7 separate regions of the Mus musculus genome follow, and all the other regions are linked to region 7. Evidence: chromatin contacts called from public ChIA-PET, Hi-C, HiChIP or PLAC-seq and promoter capture Hi-C data. All regions are on one chromosome and are shown on one strand. The core of a region is the stretch at or near the end of the contact, and the rest is flanking DNA. Distances in the headings are between cores, read along the strand shown.

Region 1 (2,700 bases), core at 13-2,512, 810 kb before region 7:
CATGCCATTGTCAATGAACATTTTATCTCTGAATTTCAGTAGGTAGGTAGCCAAAGCCTGCAACTCTCCCGGCAGCTCCCCTTCCCGACACCTGCCACCCACCGCTCCTTCAGGAGTTCAGAGAAGCCTGGCGTCTTTGACTTTTGCTTCTCACTTCTCTTCTCCTCCCTTCCTCTATCATGTCCTCTTGCTGTCCTCTAAACAACAGCTTCCTTCAGGGGTCCCTGACGGCATTGGGGCCTCAGAGTTCACATAACATTCCTCCTACTCCACCCCTACACATCCTGGCTGTCCTAGAACTAGCTCATTAGACCAGACTGGCCTCAGACTCATAGAGATCCATCTGCCTCTGCCCCTTGAGTGCGGGTCTTAATGGTGTGTGCCACCACCACCTTACATCTTAAAGATGAGGAATTGAATGGGGGACTTCAGGTTCAAAGGGAATTTGTTTGATGCAAGCTCCAAGGAGACTAAAGAATTTGGCTAAGTCACGTAACCTCTCGGAGTCCAAGCTCATTCATAAAATGAAGATGATAAATAATAGGAATGTGACAGTGAGATAACTTAGAATCCTGTCCAATGCTCAGTCACTGCTCAGTGATTATCAATAATCAAAGGTCACAGTTCTCATCCAAGAAGTTACGCACAGTGTGTCTAATTGTGCCATATAAAATGCTCTGGATGTTCTGCAATCGTAGTTGAAAGGAAGTGATCCCGTCTGGCTCCTTCTTTGCTTTCAGAATGAAGTACAAATGTCCGGGATCTGTGGATCTGTGTGTCTGGGGTTGTGTGACCCTGTACAGGAAAGAATGAAGTCTCTAACAAATTAGAAACAGTAGGATCGTCCTCCAAAAGAGTATTGATTGAGGATGTTTATACAGCCTTTACACACTGCATGACCTAAGACCTTACCATAATCAGATCTTTTGAGAATCCTTTAGTGCAAGACGATGATTAGATGGGCATGTAAATCACAGGGAGTTAAAAGCAAGTATTAAAAGTAGAGAAAAGGTAAAAGGTCTATGCAAATCAGACACAGCAACAGCTTTCTTAAAATCCTCATTGCCTTCTCCAGGCAGCAGAAGACCGCCCCCACTATCCAGAGCCCCGCCTCTCGGGCCTAGTGACGCAAGCTAGGCTCCGCCCCTCTCCGGCGCAGGGCCTGGGCGATCTGGGTCACGTGAGCCTGAGTGCGGAAGTGAGGCTGCGGTACGCGTCCATGATTGGTAGTGGCGAAGGTTCTGGGGGCGGGGCCAGACGCCGGAGGTGCCGGGGGAGGAGGCTGCCGTGGGGGCCGGCTTGGAGTGGGATTCGACCCGCGGCGCTGACCGACTGCTGGACCGACGGCCGACGGGCACCCGGGTCTGCGCGCACTGCTGCTCCGGGTCGCCCCGGCCGAGGCGCTGGCCACGGTAGACCTCAGGGAGGGCTCGGGCTGCCGGGCCGGGCGCCATGTCCATGGAGGACCCCTTCTTTGTAGTGAAGGGGTGAGTGTGGGCCGAGGACTCCCGCCTCAGAGAGAGGGGAGGGAAATCGAGGCAGGGCGACACAGCCTCTGTGCTCGGACACCGCGCGTCGTTTGGGGCCGGGCCCCTGGGGTCCCACTATCGGCCCGCACCGCCACTTCCTCGGGGTCGCGCGCCGCAGGTGGGGAGCGACGCGCCGGAGCCGGCCGACAGCATCTGGGCAGGAAAAGGGAAATGGCCCTCTTGGAGTGGGCGTGCGCGGGGGCGAGCTCCATTGTGGAGTCGTGGAGCTAGCTCGGGACGGCCACCCCGCGGCTTGCCCGGTAGTGTCCAGCGGGTGCGGGAGCCGGTGCGGGAGGACGCGCGCTTTCCCGGGGGAGGAAAAGTCCTCCAGGCCGGGTGCTGATGTTGGAAGGAAAACAATATGCAATCAGCCAAACCAAACTTTCCGAGGGTTTCTTGTGAGCCACCGGGGTTTTCCCACCGTGTCGAAGGAAATGAGTGTTTCTATTGAACTCCTTGGTTTCATCCTGGGTGTTTGACAGGTTTCCCTCACTTCACGTTCTGCCTTTTTAGAAGCCTACTGCCCTCGTTTTGCGACAGAACTGTCCTGACTCCATCTTTGTTTATCTGTTGGGAGATGAAAACATCAATTGCACTTTGTTGTATCAACTTTGTAGCCATTACACAAAAGCAAGAAAGCGCAATTATGATGTCGCAACTTATTTCTAATAATGTGTCAGTTTTATGCTTTGAATGTCAGAGAAATGTCAAAAATCTGAGAACTGCGAAGTTAAGACAGAGTAAGTTCTACTGACTGCAAAGTGTTCTTTGCTTTTAACTAGTTGCTACTTGCATCTTACTTGTATAGTGGTAAAAGCTGACCAGTTGTGTGGGTGTTTGTTTTTGTATTTAAGAGTCCTGGGAAACTTAAAATGAGATACTTTACTATCCTTGGTGTGTACAGTCAATGCACAATCAAATATATTATGACTGCTTTTTTTTTTTTTTTTGGCTTTTTGAGACAGAGTTTCTCTGTGTAACTCCCTTGAACTCACTGAGATCTGCCTGCCTCTGCTTCCTGAGTGCTGGGATTAAAGGCCAGCTTGGCTAAGATTGTCTCTACGTTTCCTTAAAAGGGTTTTTCTTTTGCCTTGCTTTAATTTAGTCGGGGAATAGGAAGGTATATATTTAACAGTAAAATCTGCCTACCTGGAAATTGTGTTCTATATTA
Region 2 (2,700 bases), core at 27-2,526, 750 kb after region 7:
CACCCCACACTGTTCTCCTGTGATAAGTATTTTCTAATGTGAACCCGCATCTTGTTTTCAGGTAACAGTTCTGGGACACAAAACCCAACATCTTCACAAACTTTAAGAAAGTTATTAATTTAATACAATAATTTTAAATTTGCCCTAAATTGATTTAGAGCCTATGCAAATAATTTAGCATCTTTAATGCCTGAACCTGTTTCTCAGGACGATAACATGCACAAGTGCTTTCAGCTTGCTCACCCGGCTTGCATAAATTCAGGGAATGGCAAGCACATTGAGCTCAATGTGAAATTACAACCCAAGCAATGTAGGCATGGTTAATTATTGACAATCTTGACTTTCCGGATTCTCGGTTGTATTATAAAGCCGTAGACCTCAATCGTGAAAAGATCGCATTATTTCTTTCTTCCAACGTGAGCTATCAAATCTCCGGAGGGAACCTGGCTGAGTAGAGATGACCCTCACACCTGGCCCTAGATCCAAGTGACAGTGTTAAACATATCCTTTTCCCAAATTGTAAACGCCTTACCCATCCTACTGGAGACATAAGTCTTTAAACGAAGTAATTGTATAAGGACCATCCACGCCCTGTTGTTCCCCCCCCCCTTTTCTTCGTTTTTATCAGGAGCCTGACAGATCACTGACTCCAGATTAAAAAGAATGTCTTATCAGACTCCACAATCAAGGACACAGCTTGACAACGTTCGCATTCATCTTCAAGGCAACGTCTGGGCTCGCTCTTAATCGCCGGGCCATCACACCCGGAAATGAAACCGCCAGCGCAGCCCACTCTGCACAGTCTCATCCTAAGTTGTGCCCCTTGGCGCTCTGAGCGCACGACCGCAGGACACCGCTGCCCTCTCCGGCCCAGGGCCTGCAGGTCACTCGCGCTCCCCGACCACCAAGCGGGCCCCGTAGGGGCTCAGCGAGAGCGCGCTCCTCGGCCACCAGGAGGGCGGCGTAGGGACCGAGCTAGAGCGCGCTGCCCGCCGGGCCGCCGACACCGGCTTCGTGTGACAGAAGGGCGACACCAGGGCCAGGAGCCTCTGGGGACCGTCCTTAGCAGCGAGCACCGGTCACCGCAAGGACTCCCGATCGCCCGCAGCCCCGCATCCGGCCCCTGAGGGAGGTGCCCCGCCCCCCGCCGCCCGCGCTTTCCCTCCCTCCCTCCCTCCTTCCCGTCGTTCCCGGGCGAGGGGTCGCGCGCCCTCTCCAACCGCGCCACTCACCTGGCGGGCCTCAGGCTCGCTCCATAGCCGCCCGCGCGGTGCGGTGAGGCGCGGCCCCGGCCGCCCCCGCCGCCTCCGGGGAGGGGCAGCCCCACGCCGCACTCACCGCCCCGGGCCGCCGCCGCCACCACTGCGGCTCCCGCCCACCGCCGGCCCGGCCATTCCCCGGTCGCCGCTCCCCGCGGAGCCGGCCGCTCCACACCCACCCCCGCCTCCGCGCTGCCTGGCTGTTGGTACGGTCCTAGCGGAACGCCCTCCCTGCAGCCAATCCCAGTGCGCACCCGGCGCAGCTCCGCCCCCGTTGCGGGTAGGCGGGACTACCGGGCAGCTCCGGACCGCCCCCTTTAACCCTTTCACCCTCATTCCTGCAGCGCTGGGCTCCGCAGACACCGTCGGCGGATTTCTCCAAGCCTGTTTACATAAACTAGCTTCTGGCTTCTCTCTTACCTTCACAATTTCTTTCCTGCAGTCATCTAGGTGAAGTCCTATTCTGAAGAGATAATTTCTTCTTTCTTTCGCTCTGCCTTGACTTCTCCTTGGAGATTCTGCCCCAAAGTGCCCTTCCCTGACCAAAAGAGGCCAGACTTCCCACCTTGGAAATCGCTCCAGCTTTGGCCCAGAGCAGAGCTCCCCTACTGTACCTTTTCAGTAGCTCTTAACAAAATCCTGTTTATTTTATTATAATAGCTTTTTTTTTTTTAATGTTTGTGCCTTGCAATGGACTGTAAGCCCTAAGAGGGCAAATCCAGCGCGACTTGGTTTCCAGTGCCCTGCACTCACCCACTAGGCTCCTGAAGAGTCAATGAGCTGCTCCTCCCCTTAACGTGTGTCCACTCCACACACAGTAGCTACTGTATAATGCATACGTTTATTCACCATATAGACAGCTTCCATGTAGTCTGTTTGACCCTAAAATATTATGGTGTACGTTCTACATTGGATATGATTTGTGCGGGGGGGGGGGGAGTTTGGGGACTAAGCAGGAATTTCTTTCAAGAGGGAAAGAAACGATCTCTCTCTCTCTCCCTCTCTCTCTCCCTCCCTCCCACCCCCCACTGTATGCCACTGGGCATGTCATGTAGTGCCTCTGAGTATAAGGCTCCTTGGGAAATGGAAGTTAAACACAGTACCTACTTGACAGGATTGTGGTGAGATTTAAATAGTAAATGTGTGGAGAAAATACAATTATTGTGTGAAGTTAGTTTAATGTGTGTGTGTGTGTGTGTAGCACTTTCGATCAGGACACCCAGAGAAACTATTGGACTTGACACCCTACCCCAGAAGACTTAGTGAGGGAAAGCAGCTTTAATCACTGCTGGAAGCACTCATCACTGCAAGGCGTACAAAGGGCAGCGTAGACAGCCCTGTGTCAGCTTTTACTGGATAGAGTTGAAAAGGGTTGAGGCCATTATCCGACAATGGAAAGCACAATTCTTGGGAAAATTGGCTGGATGGTGATGAGAGTCTG
Region 3 (2,700 bases), core at 57-2,556, 950 kb before region 7:
AGCTCTAGGTTCAGTGAAAGAGCCTGTCTCAAAAGAAGGTAGAAAGCCATGTAGCAAGACACGTGACATCATCTGTTCTACCCACAAATACATACACACATACACACTATACACACTCTCACACATACACATACTTATGCACACACATATACACACTCACACACATATACACATTCACAAACACACACATACACATGCATACACACTGGCGCATACATTTACACATACACACACACACACACTGTGGGAAGGATAATATGCCAAGTAGTGATAGATGTTATGAAAAAAATATAGGGCTGGAGACATGGGTCAGCGATTAAGAGCACTGACTGACTTCCAGAGGTCCTCAGTTCAATTCTCAGCAACCACATGGCAGCTTACAACCATTTGTAATGAGATCTGATGCCCTCTTCTGGTGTGTCTGAAAACAGCAATAGTATACTCACATACATAAAATAAATAAGTCTTTTTTAAAAAAAGAAAAAATATTCAGGATCCTTAGAGATATAAAGGAATAGCTAATAATTATTGATTTTTTAAAAAGATGTAAGTTATGAAACCGTGCACAGCCTAAATAAAACAAAAAGTTATTTAAAAGGAAAAGTACAAAGGAAAGGTCATTACAAGTGTGAACTGCTTCTGTGTATTTCCTCCCTGCCAGACAGCTGTGGGCACCTGGACTGGACCCTCGTTCCTGTTCCCTGAATGAAACGAAATGAGAATGTGTGCATTAAAATACATAAATCGAGTAGCATTATGTAAACCCCAGCGAATTGTGGGGAACAAAGAACACTAATGAGTGGCAGTGATGAAGAAATCACCCAGAGCAAAGAAAAGCAGTTCAATATCAAAGCACAGACTTGCTAAGCCAGGGAGGCGCCGCCCACGGAGGCGGAGCCAGAAGTACTGAGGATGCATCTGTATGACTTGATCATCCATCTGAGGTGACAGGCAGTGTGGTGGGCGTGCACAACTGCAAGACCTGCAGGCAGGTCTCCAGAGATCAGCCAAGAAGAGCAGCCACCCACTCCTCCCACTTCCTCCCTCTCAGGTAGCCTGTGCGGCCAATGAGACTCGTGTACACACACACACACACACACACACACACACACACACACACACACACACACACACACACACTACAAGTATAGAGGAAAGACATCCGTACTCTCTCCCTGATTCCATGGACCCCTTTGGAAGATTATTAACTCTAAGTGAGGTCATGAGGAGACTGGAGTCTGGAAGGATTAACCTTCCGAAGAGAAACCAGAGTTTCCTCTGTCTTTTGAAGATACGAGCAGAAAGCTGCTGTCTGCAAGCCAGGAAATGAGCAAGCCCTCATTAGAACCAGACCGTGCTGGTACCCTGAACACAACCTCCAACCTGGGGAGAGAAAATCTGGAGTAGGTGGCTAAAGTCACTCAGCTTTCCCGTATGCTAGCTTAACAGTCCGAGCTACACACTCGAACCATAGCCTGAATCTGTTCTAGAGATAAGAACAGGTGTGTGTGTGGAATTGTCCCAACCCTAGAGAACAGGGACAAGGGTCCAGTCCAGGTGTCCACAGCTGTCTGACAAGGAGGAAGTAGACAATTTTGTAACTAAGAAGCTGTTCACATCGGTAATGACCTTTCCCCCTGCTAAGCCCTTCCCTGAAGCCTGGACTGGCCTTGCCACATTTTCAGGACATCAGGAACACCTGCTCCATTGTTAATAGCACCATTTACGGGAACATGGACTTGGACTTGAGATTGCCAAGCTTGGCTGTACCCTGCAATCTTCCAGGGTGCTTTCAAATACGCTCTCCCCCTCAGACTCTGTTCAATTGGTCTTGGTTGTTGCCTGGGCACGAGGGTTATTTATAACTCCCTAGGTGGTGCTCCTTTTAATCACAGTTGGGAAATACTGGCCTAGAAGTTGGTAAGACAAAGAAAACCTTTTTCACTGCCCAATGGGCTTGGGATCTTGGACAGGGACTCAAAGGCCCAATAGACAACCAGGGACATACCTTGGTGAACCTCAGAAGCCGCTACTGGGACAGCTGTGGGACTACTTCCTCTTTCCCTGGAGGAAAAACATAGCTCTCTCTACAATCAGGAAACAGGAAGCACGGGGTGCCTGTCAGCAGAACCAGCAATCCCCCTGCATGGAAACTTGGGCTTCCCCTGCCACTGACAACTGGAAAGACCAGCAGCTGGTCTTCCCGGCTCACCTGCATGTGGGAATGACCTAGAGAAAGCCTGCTCTTAGACCCTACTCCCTCGGACTTAGAAAGCCCTCCCCCCACGGCTGGTCCCTCCTGCCCCTCCTTCTCAGCCCCCTAACGCCTAACTCTTCCTGCCCACCCACACCTAGCCGCATCTTTACTGGATGCCCCCACGTTTCGGCCAGAGTTCCTGCAGTTCCCCACAAGCCACCTTTGCCCCTCGGCCTTCCTGATCCCCGGCAGGCAGTTCGGTGTCCCAGCTACGGAGGCTTGCTCCGCTCCGGCTGCTATGAATGCTAACACCTGAGTCTGCGCCCCCTCGCCACAGGAAGATAGAATTGTCTCCCTGTGCCGCCATGTGTTGGCTGAATCATCTTCCTGTGTTCGTGACTCCCAGTGGCTCGTTATGTAAAGCCCAGCCTCCTCAGCAGAAGCTTCGGGGCTCCTGTAGCCTTATCTCACCCCTTCTCCCAATTGCTGTGGCCCCAGAGCTG
Region 4 (2,700 bases), core at 81-2,580, 700 kb after region 7:
TACCCTCTTAACTCCCCTTTCTTCCCCTGCTGGCCCTTCAGCGGGAAGGGATGCCTTGGCATGGGCCCACTGAGGCACCCCCTTTCCATACCTCCCCACAACCCCATAGAACATATCTTAAACTTCTTAATCTTTTTATAAACAAATCACTAAGTATCTCCATACTCTAAAAAACAAACAAACAAAACAAACAACAAAAACCCAGGAGGGCTGAGGGATGAAGTACTTGCCTGGCTCTCCTGAGGACTAGTATTTTGAAAACAGCCACATAGCAAGTATTTGGGCACTTTTCCTAGTTGGTATAATGTAACATCCGCTAAGGGCACTATCAGTGCTGCTGTTTTGTCGTCCCTATTGTTGGAGAGTGTCCTTTCTGGAAATCGTGGAGTTCAAAGTCTTGTCAGAGAGGTCCTCAAATAATTGCAGACCCGTGAGGGGTAGGTTTCTCACCAGTCGCTTCTCCATACTCACCAACCCCCTCCCCCAGATACCTGAACCCTGAAAATCACGTCAGCTCCAACCTGTCAAGTTGTTGGAGATCCTGCAATCGCCGCCGCCGCTGCAGCAGTCCTGAAAGCGACAGAGCCATGCAGTGAGCACATCCAGCGACCGCCGGCCCCACAGAGGAAGGCTCCAGCCTGGAAAGGAAATGCTATGAGATGGCAAGATAGGGACAAGAGAGACAGTCCTGAGGTTTCTCAGTGTGACAGCGCCCAAACCAGAGTTCAGGTCCCAACTCACAGCCAGGTTCCCTCGTACGCCCCAGCGCTTCCTCTCTAAGCCTTAGAAGTGAAAGTATCTGGGGTTGGGACAATCACCAAGTATGTCTACAAACGGCTTTCCTTAAACCATCATCAATAAAGCGAGCAAGAATGGGGAGGCTTGAGTGTCTAGAGAAATCAGGGCAGGTGAGGGGCGGCAGAGCAGCCAGACCTTTAGTTGTCCCTAGGGGCTGCACCTAGAGTCGTGCGGAGGTGGGGTGCAGTGACCAGGCCCCTGATGCAGGCCTGCAGTACGCAGTGCTTAAGAGTGAGACTGGCAGGTGAGCGAGGGGTCGGCGGCGGGGACCGCTCTTACCCAGAGGCGGCACGGGGGTCTCCTGGTCTTCACAGTGATCGGGCCACAAGGTGCAGCTGAAAAGCTCCCAGTACCGTTTGGAGAGGGCACCGGCCTTCCTCAGCTGCTCCTTCAGGCCTTTGACGCTCGGCCAAGGGGTGGGCTCGTCGGCCTCCTGGCCCTGCGCTCCCGGGGGGCGCAGCGGCAGGAGCAGCAGCAACCAGAGAGCGCCAAGAAACATGACCGGAGCGAGCGCTTCCGCCTCCAAGAGTCCCGGGACCCAGGACTCATCGACACCCACCAGCCGGCGCGGCCCAGGATTGGCGTCGCCGTGGTGACCGCTCCGCCCTCGCAGAGGCTGACTGAGCAACCCATCCTAATGGAACCAAGTTTCGATTCAGACCAGAGACCCATCCGAAATGAAACTCAAACTGGTGTCCCGGACTGCAGGAATCCTGAGCCCCTGTCTGCCCCTCGGGATGCAGGCTATTCTGGGGCATGCCTGTGGCCTCAAGTGGCCACGAAATGGCCACTGCCAGCCATTCAGCTGCGCCTCCCACATAAGAACCCCTTTTGGTGCCCTGCCCTCGTAGGTCAGCTTTCTGCCAACAGGAGGGTGATGAAACCGTCTGAGCAGGGAGCGTTTTTTTGTTGTCAGGGGAGTCAGCTGGGTGCAGAAGCAGTCCGAAGAGTGTGAGCAGTGGAGAGCTGGGTGGCCTGGTCCTCTAAAGAGGAAAATGAAACAGTAGAGAGCAGTGAGCAGCAGCAGGCTTTCATGGATGCCAGTCTAGCAGAAGCAAGAAGTAGGGTAGGATGGTATTTGAGTTCGGGAAAACCCCGGGTTAAGAGGAAATTGTATCATGTGAGAATTACAGATGTTAGGCTAAGTACTTGCCCACGCATAGCTAGGTTTTAAAACCTGATCAGATGCACCAGGAGGCAGAGGCAGAGGCAGGCACAGCTCTCTGAGTTCAAAGCTAGCCTTGTCTACATACTGAGTGCCAAGCCAGCTACAGTTACATAGTGAGACCCTGTCAATATTTAGAAAACACCAAAAACTCAGGCTTGGTTCCCAGCTTGGCATCAGGAGGAAGGTGGTGGAAATTAGAAGTGAGCCCTAGTGGAGGTCTTTGGGTTACTGGGGTGGGGGCATGTTCTTGAAAGAGAATTGTGGGTGAGCAGTTTTGTTCTACCAATTGCTCCCGCCACGATGCACTCTGCCCACCTTTCCCAGAGGTCTGTAAGTAGTGAACTTGACCTTCAAGGTTATGAACCAAATAAACTGTTTCTTTGATAACTCTCGGGTGCTTGCCAAGGTGGCAGGAAACTGACCCACTTCTTTACACTTAGTTGTAAATAAATAAATAAAATAAATAAATAAAATTTGTAAATAAGTAAAATAAATATCTGAGCATGCATGACAGTCTAACATACTATGGGTTTTTGTTATTGTTTGGATTTTTTGTTTGCCTGTTTTGTTTTCGAGACAAGGTTTCTCTGTGTAGCCCTGGCTGTCCTAGAACTCACTTGGTAGACCAGTTCACTTTGAACTGATTGCTATGTTGGGTGAGAGACAGCAGAAATCAGTCTTCTATGTGGATATCCAGTTTATCAGCACCATTTGTTAAAGAGGCTGTTCTTTTC
Region 5 (2,700 bases), core at 112-2,611, 970 kb after region 7:
TTCATGGGAACTCTAATAGACACATTTAATATATACATGTGGCTAAGACAAGCAATTTTCCACATTTTTGAAGCTTCATGACTACACACATTCAGTAGAGGTTATTATTATTAAAATAATACTGTTTGGTTACAAATCCCACTCCTGCAGTAACAGTATTACACTTACTACATTTATGATGCTACAGCCCGAACAATCATATCTGGGTGGGACAGGCTTTTACAGTTTGCAAGTTAACGAACTGTGGCACTGCGGTACTCTCTCATGCAAGGAATGAAAAGTTCCACAAAATTCGAATGGTCATCTTCAAAGACACACGACCTCGAGTACACCGGATGGTAAACATTACATAAACAACGCCAAAGTCAACTCATAAACAAACACCAACACCGAAACAAAGCTCTATAGCTACTTCAGCGTACTAAGACGGGGTGTGGGGGTGGGGAGGGGATGCAGAGCACCTACGAGGAAAGGCTCAATTAACTGCCGCCCGTGCTTTCATCCTCCGATCTTAAACAAAAGACGCTGGATGCTTTCGGTGGAGAGCGCTTTCTGCAGAGGGATTTGGGGTTGCAAACGCCCCTCCTCCACGGCCACCAACAGGCCCCTTTCTTCCTCCTCCCTCACCCCTCCCAGCTCAAACAAATTAACATTCGCACTAAGGTACCTCCTATCAGCTCGCAGCTTCTTCCCAAACACGCCCACGCACCCTGAAACCCGCCTGCGTCTACACCGCACACGGCGGCAGGAAAAGCGCTTCGAGGGGGGCGGGGAGCCGCGGCGGCAGCGCACAGGTCCGGGCTCCCTTCCAGGTCAGCTCCCCATCGCCTCCCCGAGCCCGGTGTTTACGAGCCCGCCTAAGCCCACACAGCAAAGGAATCCCAGGCGCTGCGGGCAGCTAGCGCGGCGGTGCGGGACCCCCCTCCGTGTCCGCACGCGGCCTCCGCCGCCGCGGCGCCGCTCACCCCGCGCTCCGCGGGCGGTTCGGCCCCGCAACAGGTCACCCGCCTCGGCTCGGTGACGGGGGTGCAGGCGCCCCGGCCGAGAGGGGGTGTGGCTGGCGCGGCGGGGCCCGGCCCCGGCTCACCTGAGAGGCTGAGGCGACGCCGGGGCCTCCGCCACCGCGGGACCGCGAGCGACCCGCAGCCCGCCCTCCCGCGCCGCGCACCGCGGCCGCCGCCGCCATTGCCCGCGCCTCCCCACACGCCCGCACGCCACGCCGACCTGTGCAGCCGCGGCCGTCGCCTCCGCTTCGCCCGCGGCTCCGAGGCAATCGCTCGCCCAACCGAGCAGTCGGCGTCTCTCATTCAGCGCCTGCCGCCGGCGCTCGGGGGAGGGGAGTGCGCTGGATCCACCCCGGCCGCGCAGGGGGCGCGCGCCGGGCGGGCGGGGCGGAGCGGCGCGCGCACCAACCGAGCGCGCTCGCGCGGCCGGGAACGCCGGGTCGCCGGGGTCTCGGCGCAGTCTGCGGGCGCCGGGCTATGCCCCCCGAGGCCAACTGCCGCCCCGTACCGGTGTCCGAGGCGCGTGCCCCAGCCGCAGGCGCAGCACCGGCCGCAAGGACGAGCCGCAGGGTTCAGGACGGACAGGTGGGGCCCCGCGGCTGCTCCCCGCACGGGTCTCGTTGGCGCCTGGGACGCGGGCGTTGCTCCCCGCTCGGGCCAGAGGACAAAAGTCTGGAAACGCTTGGCCCCCAGATCAAATACCCAGCCCGTGAGGGCGGCGTCCTTAGGAGTCGTGGCGGACAAGTGGAGGGGGACTGCAAATGTGAAGAGTCACCCCACAGCCGTGGGATCTTAAATGATGGAGTCTGCACTCTAGCACATCATCATGCCGGAAGTGTTGGGTCGGCCTCTAGGTGTTAAGCAGGGTGGCTGCCGGTGGTTTAAGGAGCAAATAACAATATTTGGGATCCCCTAGTCCCGGATTGATGAGTTTCAGGTGGACTGTATTTTCACGCCATTGCGGGAACGTGATTCTAAAAGGTGAAATTTTTCCTGTGAATGAAAGGGAATAGAAGGGTGTTGTTTCTTGGGGTGCACCTAGGTGGCCTACTTAAACTTAGCACCATTTGATGCAGTGTGACTTAGTGGAAGGTTTTCAGTGAGCCACCTTGGTGTAATCATTAGGTCATTCGGGAATAGATGCGATCCTTTTCTAGGCAATGTGCAGTGGAGGGTGGAGGGACAGTTCTATAGCAGCACTGAGTGTAGATTGTGAAGGGACCAAATTCGTTTTGATTTCCTTTTTCCCTATAATAACTAATCAAAACAGTGGATTCTTTTATGCAGAAGAAAGTTAAACACTGTCCCTTTTGACCACTGTTCCCTTCTGTGGAGAAGGTAGAAGAACGCTCCTTCATCCCCTTGGTTAAAACATGCCCATGCAAAAGTAGGTGGAAGATAAAAACGAAGCAAGGAAAAGCGATAAAGCCCAGTGCTGGTTTTTTATTCCGTTTTAAGTTGGAAGTCTCTCCAATAGATGCACAGAAACCAAAAAGAAGAAAAGCCTGTCAGAAATCTTCAACTGAGCGTAGACTAATGAAAAGGGGGCGGGGCTAAGGAACACTAGTGACCAAAAGGCTCCAGGAGAATTACTTAGATGCAGTTTTCACTTCGATGCTGTTTGCTTCAAGTCCCAAAGAAACAACAGACAAACTGAAGTAACAGTTGGGAGGGGGAACCCTTTGAGTCACTGAGT
Region 6 (2,700 bases), core at 13-2,512, 870 kb before region 7:
CCGGCAGCAACCAGTCTCCCCTACGCGCCCAGCGCCTACGGTCTCGGCTCGTCCTCGCGGCCGGGAGAGGCCCCGGCCGCACTTCGGGGACTCCCGCTGCTCAAGCTCCAGCCACTCGGGTCCCGGGGGCTCAGAAGGCCACGATGGCTGTGCTCCAGGGGCTCATGTCTCTCAGCACCGGCTTGTCGCAGCAGATCTGCCCCGGCTCGGCGGCTTCCGGGCCGCCCTCCTCCGCCTCCTCTTCCTCTCGGCCGCCTGCGGGGCTTTTCCGTAGGAGTCCCGAGAAGCTAGACCCGAAGATGCTGATGAGGTTTGCCACGTTCCCGGTCTCCATCTCCTCGTCGGTGTCGTCCTCGCCGGTGACTGGCTGCTCCTCCGAGTTCCGGCGCGGCTTCTTGAGAGGGGTAGAGCCGGGTGCCGAGCAGCTCGCGCGGCCGCCACCCACTCCCGCTGCGCCACGCTTCCTGGGACACGGGGCGGGTGGCGCGGGGGACCCGTCCTCGGAGGACCGCTCCTCCACGGCCGGGGGACAGCCGCACGGGCGGCGCACTGCCCGGGGCCCCTCGGGGCACGCGTCCGAGCCACCTCCTGAAGACGCCGCGCGCGGACGCTCCACGCGGCCCCAAGCAGCTGCCGCCGAGTCCTCCTCTCCGCCCCGGAGAGCTTCCCCCGATCCGGCCACCGCGGCCACCGGTTCTGAGCTTCCCGCTCCGGGCGTGTGGCACACGGAGGGACGCTGAGGCTGAGGCTGCGGCTGAGGCTCGGGCTCCGGCCAGGCGGCACGGGCGACCGGCGGGGGCGGCTCTCCCCAGCCGGAGGGTGGCCCGGCTACAGGCTCTCCAGGCTGCTGAGGCGGCGGCACCGCCGGGGTCCCCGCAGGGCCAGCCAGGTAGAGGCCAGGGCAGGGGTCACTCAGGTAGACTTGGCGGGCGCTGCGCAGCACCAACGACACCAAGAGGTTCTTGTGCAGCTTGATGCCGCCGCGCTGGACCCGCGAGTTGTAGATCTTGCCCAGGGAGATGCTGACGATGCGGTGAGCCTCCAGCTTGAACTCCATCCTGCCTTCGCTTCCAGACGATAGGGTGAACGCCTGCTTGCCTTCTGAAGCTGCGAGAGGAGCTGTAGGCGGGATCAGGTCTTCCTCTGTGGTTGTACCCTCGGCGTCTGAAAGCTCGGTGGAGAAAAGACCTGGTGACGCGTAGTCCCCCTCCGCCGCTTCCCTTCAGACAACAGAACCGTTCTGAGCCGGACTCTAAACTGAGCGCTGCGGGGCCACACTGCACCTTATATATGCTCCTCGAACGCCAATCACAAAGCGCCGCTAACCGTTCTGGGCGGGCAGATGTGCCTCGTGCTCCGCCCCCGACCAATCAGAGGCAGAGGAGGGGCCCCAGGGCCTGTTCAAACGTTAGTCCCGCGGAGCAAGCTCTTAAAGGGGGAGATTGCAGGCAGCCCATTGATCATGTGCGGTGGGATTTGTGTTCAGAGGCGTTGATAGAGGAGAACGAGGCCCACAGAACTGTATGTAGTAAGGGATTCCGCTTTGTGATGTACCTTAGCACACTGACTGGAACTTTCATTCGTTTAGTGTGCTGGAATCTACTGCACAATAAAATTCAGTTCCTTTCATACACAATTTCCAGCTGCTCATAGCTGTTTCAGCTGTAATTTCTGGTCATTCTTGGCAGAAATGGAAGCGATGACAATATATGACAACTAGCACGATATATTTGAGATATTATGTTGGAGTTAGCCCCTTTCCCATTAGCGTTATACTCAGCATTTAACTACAAACAAAAGGGAACGTTCTAGAAATACCCAAGCTTCTGCCTTATGAAGGAACAGAATTCAGGTACAACGTTGTTTGTTCTCACCTAAAGCTGGCATCTTTCATTTCGTTCCCCAGATTCTCAGTTATCACATATTTTAAATGGAAGATGTTACCTATTTCTCCACAATGGTTTTCTTTGTTTGTCTGTTTGTTTAATACCCCCCCCCCACACACACACACAATAAGTAACTGATCTATTTTGGGGGAAATCTAGTAAGTTCTAAAAATACAAATAAGTTCTGGTTTCCCATGTTGATTATGTAAATTGTTTTTTGTCAAGTATGGGGGGAGGGTTCCTAAAATTTTTCTGGTCAGTCAATGTAGTCCCATCCACTGAGTCTTGCAAATCCCTGTCAGAAGGACCATGACAAGATTGTACTGGTGCCTGATGGCTCTGTAAATTGCCTTATGGCCCTGAAGTTTCAAATATAAAATGAAGAAATCACAGATACACCTTCTTTATTACACAGAAGATAAATGGCAACTCTCAGAGTCAATCTAAATAATAAAGTTAACCACAGCTTACACGGTGTCTATGTGAAAGGTTTGCCTGACCCTACAATAGGTTTGGCCATTTACATGGAAGAAATACTAGTGAGAGGTAGGCTTGATTAAGAGCCAGTTCACAACCAGGATGCCTTCAGATCTGATGGTTTGGGGGATGCTAACTTTGGCCACTATTACTGCTACAACTGAAGCCCAGAGTCCCTCCCTTCTAGGAATTCTCAGCCCACATAGAGAAGGAGAGAAAATAATTATAACATGTAGCAACAGCAACATATGTTCAGTAATAGCATGAGGTTCTTCTCCGTTTTCTCTCTTGGAAAATCTTTTTTATTTTATTTTATTTTTTGACAAATATTTATTGG
Region 7 (2,700 bases), core at 81-2,580:
CTTCAAAAATTCCCAGGTGCTAATAGTAGGTTGGTCTAGGATGGACTGTCCATTTAAATCTTTAAAATACAAGCGAAGGGAGCAGGTTAACATGGCAACACTAACGACTTCTCCAATTTCAAAACAAGAAACACCAGCAAAACAATTAAGTAGAGTACATGGATACCGACCACTATTCCTAAGGGCCTATTTTTTCCCCCCAAATGAAACATTTGTTACAACATCAAAAAATCCATTTAAAAAAAAATCTATACCTATTTGCAAGTTCCGAACTTGAAAACTAAAACCCTGGCAAATTTCTGCCTGTATCTGTGACATTAACTAAATATGATTTAGCATATTAGTCTGAATTTAAAAGAGGGGGGAGGGGAGGGAAAGTGACAACTTCCAACGTGTAAGGCTTGTTAAATGTCACCCCCTCTCCACCCAATCATGTGTGAATAAGCCGGTGGACTCCATTCAACAACTGCTGCTGGACTGGAGGTGATCAAAGTTTTCCCCATACTGCACTTTGAGAATATTACACCCAGGAAAAGGAACAGAAACTGTTCCTGACACTGGAGCTAGTGCCCCGGAATTTCCCAAAATATGCTCGATCTCCAAACGAAGAAGGGACACTTCGGAGACCAAAGGTGAGAGGTGGCTTAACTCTATGCAGACAAGAGGAGGGGCGAGGGTGCTGAGGGCGACACTGGCAGGTAAGCAAAGAAATCTTGTCTTCCGTGGGCACCAGTAGGTCCGGGAGCCCAGGTCTCAGGATGACCCTCCAGGAAAAGTCTCGGGACCCAAGGAGGGTCCCCGGGGGGGACGTCAGGCAGTGCCAGGGGGGCCCCGCCCCGCCTCTCTGGCCACCTCGGGGACCTGGGACCGCGGACAGAGACATCCGAGGCGGAGCAGGCTCCGCCAGGTCTCCCCGCAGCTCACCTGAGAGTGTCGCCTCCGCCCTCGGCTCCCACGGTGCATCCCGCGGGGCCTGGCGGAGGGTGCAGTGACGCCGCCCCGACCGGCCCCAGGGCTGCCCGGCCTGGCCTCCCCGCTCCGGGGACGCACCGGGTGCCCGCCTCGCCCCGGCTCCCGGGATCCGCCGGGCGGCAGGCAAGGAAGGAGAGGCGCAGAGGCGGCCTTCCTCTGCCCCGCCGCGAGCCCCCTCCCGAGCTGCGGCTCTCCGCAGTCCTCTCAGGCGCAGGTCCGGCCCCGCTCCCCCGCCCCGGGAGTCACTTCGGCAGCGGCGGCCCAGTCGCCATTACAGCTCAACAACTGACACGGAGGAGGAGCGGCGCCGGCGGCAGTGGCGGTGGCGGCGGCGCGAGGCAGGGCGGGAGCAGTCAGGGAGGGAGAGGGCGGGGGGGGGGGGAGAGAGACTCGCCAAACCTCGCGAGAACTGTCCGGAGACGGTTCCGCAGGAATGCAACCCTGGGTGAAGGCCAGCCATGTTGAGTGTGGCCGACGGAGGAGCGCGATCGGACCCGAGGCTAGAGGATGCGGGGAAGCCATCTTTGGTGTGGCGCTTTGGGAGCTCGGCGGGACTCGGGAGGAGCCAGAGTCTATCCGCAGAGGAGACCACCCCCTTCCCTTTGACGCTAATTGGGCCTTCTGGCTGAGCGGGTCACCCCCGAGCCAAAACACGCTGAGGACTTGACAAGGGTGACCCAGGGATCCGGGACCCGGCAGACGATTCAGAAGGAATCGTCACTCTAGGCGGATCGGAGTAACCGCAGCTTTGCGGCTGCTCGCTGCTGTCACTGCGGCCCTCTCATTGGCCAGGGGTTTACAGTTCTGTTCAGCACGCACACTGATGGCTTAAGCTCTTTCCAAAACAAGCAAAAACTACGTTTCCTTTCCCTTCGGTGTTGTGGTTTGAGAAGCCCTCTGGGGTCAACATATTTTCTCTTAGCTTTGTCTTTGTCACCAGCCTCCGCTTGGTGAATTTTATCGTCTGTCAAGACTGTAAAGGACAGCTTTTCTGCGAATAATGCCTGACACCTTCCGCTAGGTGCTCACTGCAGCTAAGCTCTCCACCTTCTGGGCTCCGATAGTTACTTTGCCTCGAAATTATTTCTCATCTAAAGTACCATGGGTGTCTTAAAGTCTCCTTTTTCTATGTATACCCAGTAGGGCCTGGCACAGTAACTACAACACTGTAGATGTTCAATAAATGTTCGCTACCTTGACCATATCAATAAAAGCAGACGACAATAACTGATCCTCCCCATAAGACAGCCGCGCCTCAGCAGGAACTACGTGAATGTACAAAAGTCCTGCACATATGTCAATGTATACACCCTCCCTGAGAACAGCACTTCAGCAAAGAATGAGAGTTGTGGAGATCCCGAGTACGCAAGCAGTAGCAAGAAAAAGATTTGAAAGGTGGAACTGCGGCAGGGAAATGGATTAGCAGGTAAAGGGAATTGCCACCACGCCTGGCGATCTTAGTTTGATCCCCGGACCCAGAATGGTGGACCAAGAGAGCAGATTCCTCTAAGGTGTCCTCTGATCTGCATTGCGTGCAGGTGCATGAGAAGACATGTATGATTACATACATACATACATACATACATGTAATAAAAAGAAAAGTGAAATTTACCTTTTCTCCAGCCTAGTTATTTTAAAGAACGTATCCAATCCCCTTATTGAGTTATGATTACTTTTTAATAGTGGGTTCTGAAACACTATCTGCCCAATATTATAGCACCAATCAAT

Evidence for each region. A called contact is a pair of places that touch in the nucleus more often than the background predicts. ChIA-PET counts read pairs in DNA pulled down with a chosen protein or histone mark. HiChIP or PLAC-seq counts read pairs in DNA pulled down with a chosen protein or histone mark. Capture Hi-C pulls out chosen DNA fragments and counts their contacts.
Region 1: a contact with region 7 is called in a Hi-C map of regulatory T cells, with 9 times the contacts expected there. The contact joins the promoter of Stx6 here to the promoter of Cep350 in region 7. A contact is called at or near these places in 3 of 484 Hi-C or Micro-C datasets (hematopoietic stem and progenitor cells, regulatory T cells and uterus) and 1 of 115 datasets of contacts at active chromatin or transcription factors (embryonic limb bud).
Region 2: a promoter capture Hi-C map of liver shows a contact between it and region 7. The contact joins the promoter of Fam20b here to the promoter of Cep350 in region 7. A contact is called at or near these places in 1 of 39 promoter capture datasets (liver), 1 of 484 Hi-C or Micro-C datasets (embryonic stem cells), 1 of 115 datasets of contacts at active chromatin or transcription factors (memory CD8 T cells) and 2 of 9 other capture datasets (adipose tissue and liver).
Region 3: a contact with region 7 is called in a Hi-C map of CD8 T cells, with 2.5 times the contacts expected there. The contact joins the enhancer-like site here to the promoter of Cep350 in region 7. A contact is called at or near these places in 1 of 39 promoter capture datasets (the C10 cell line), 3 of 484 Hi-C or Micro-C datasets (CD4 T cells and CD8 T cells) and 1 of 115 datasets of contacts at active chromatin or transcription factors (regulatory T cell precursor).
Region 4: a contact with region 7 is called in an H3K4me3 HiChIP or PLAC-seq map of bone marrow-derived macrophages, with 7 times the contacts expected there. The contact joins the promoter of Tor3a here to the promoter of Cep350 in region 7. A contact is called at or near these places in 2 of 39 promoter capture datasets (liver and neutrophils), 3 of 484 Hi-C or Micro-C datasets (CD4 T cells, CD8 T cells and LSK cells), 8 of 115 datasets of contacts at active chromatin or transcription factors (bone marrow-derived macrophages, double positive thymocytes, embryonic stem cells and 5 more) and 2 of 9 other capture datasets (adipose tissue and liver).
Region 5: an H3K27ac HiChIP or PLAC-seq map of regulatory T cells shows a contact between it and region 7, with 5 times the contacts expected there. The contact joins the promoter of Ralgps2 here to the promoter of Cep350 in region 7. A contact is called at or near these places in 2 of 484 Hi-C or Micro-C datasets (CD4 T cells and CD8 T cells) and 1 of 115 datasets of contacts at active chromatin or transcription factors (regulatory T cells).
Region 6: an RNA polymerase II ChIA-PET map of memory CD8 T cells shows a contact between it and region 7, with 41 read pairs. The contact joins the promoter of Ier5 here to the promoter of Cep350 in region 7. A contact is called at or near these places in 2 of 484 Hi-C or Micro-C datasets (CD4 T cells and CD8 T cells) and 4 of 115 datasets of contacts at active chromatin or transcription factors (the SCID.adh cell line, memory CD8 T cells, pancreatic cancer cells and 1 more).

The regions. Positions count from the first base shown.
Region 1 is chr1:155,157,441-155,160,140 of GRCm38.p6, forward strand. It overlaps Stx6 (syntaxin 6), which reads left to right and starts at 1,263. Exons shown (of 8, transcript NM_021433.3): 1 at 1,263-1,487. The coding sequence starts at 1,453.
Region 2 is chr1:156,717,634-156,720,333 of GRCm38.p6, forward strand. It overlaps Fam20b (family with sequence similarity 20, member B), which reads right to left and starts at 1,277. Exons shown (of 8, transcript NM_145413.4): 1 at 1,233-1,277.
Region 3 is chr1:155,026,810-155,029,509 of GRCm38.p6, forward strand. It overlaps Gm41980 (a long non-coding RNA gene), which reads right to left. Exons shown (of 6, transcript XR_001779499.2): 4 at 2,009-2,064; 5 at 1-23. Among named protein-coding and RNA genes, the nearest start is that of Gm41977, 7.0 kb to the left of the region's middle. Within about 2 kb of position 1,307, at least 140 of the 459 cell types and tissues checked have an H3K27ac peak or open chromatin away from gene starts, as enhancers often do. A contact at or near this core is called in CD8 T cells and regulatory T cell precursor, where this site is marked.
Region 4 is chr1:156,673,009-156,675,708 of GRCm38.p6, forward strand. Tor3a (torsin family 3, member A) reads right to left here and starts at 1,331. Exons shown (of 6, transcript NM_023141.2): 1 at 1,078-1,331; 2 at 522-638. The coding sequence starts at 1,297.
Region 5 is chr1:156,938,265-156,940,964 of GRCm38.p6, forward strand. It overlaps Ralgps2 (Ral GEF with PH domain and SH3 binding motif 2), which reads right to left and starts at 1,362. Exons shown (of 19, transcript NM_001159967.1): 1 at 1,225-1,362. 4930439D14Rik (a long non-coding RNA gene) reads left to right here and starts at 530. Exons shown (of 2, transcript XR_003948625.1): 1 at 530-794; 2 at 863-1,931.
Region 6 is chr1:155,098,374-155,101,073 of GRCm38.p6, forward strand. Ier5 (immediate early response 5) reads right to left here and starts at 1,263. Exons shown (of 1, transcript NM_010500.2): 1 at 1-1,263. The coding sequence starts at 1,057. The coding sequence ends at 131.
Region 7 is chr1:155,971,925-155,974,624 of GRCm38.p6, forward strand. It overlaps Cep350 (centrosomal protein 350), which reads right to left and starts at 1,331. Exons shown (of 38, transcript NM_001039184.1): 1 at 925-1,331.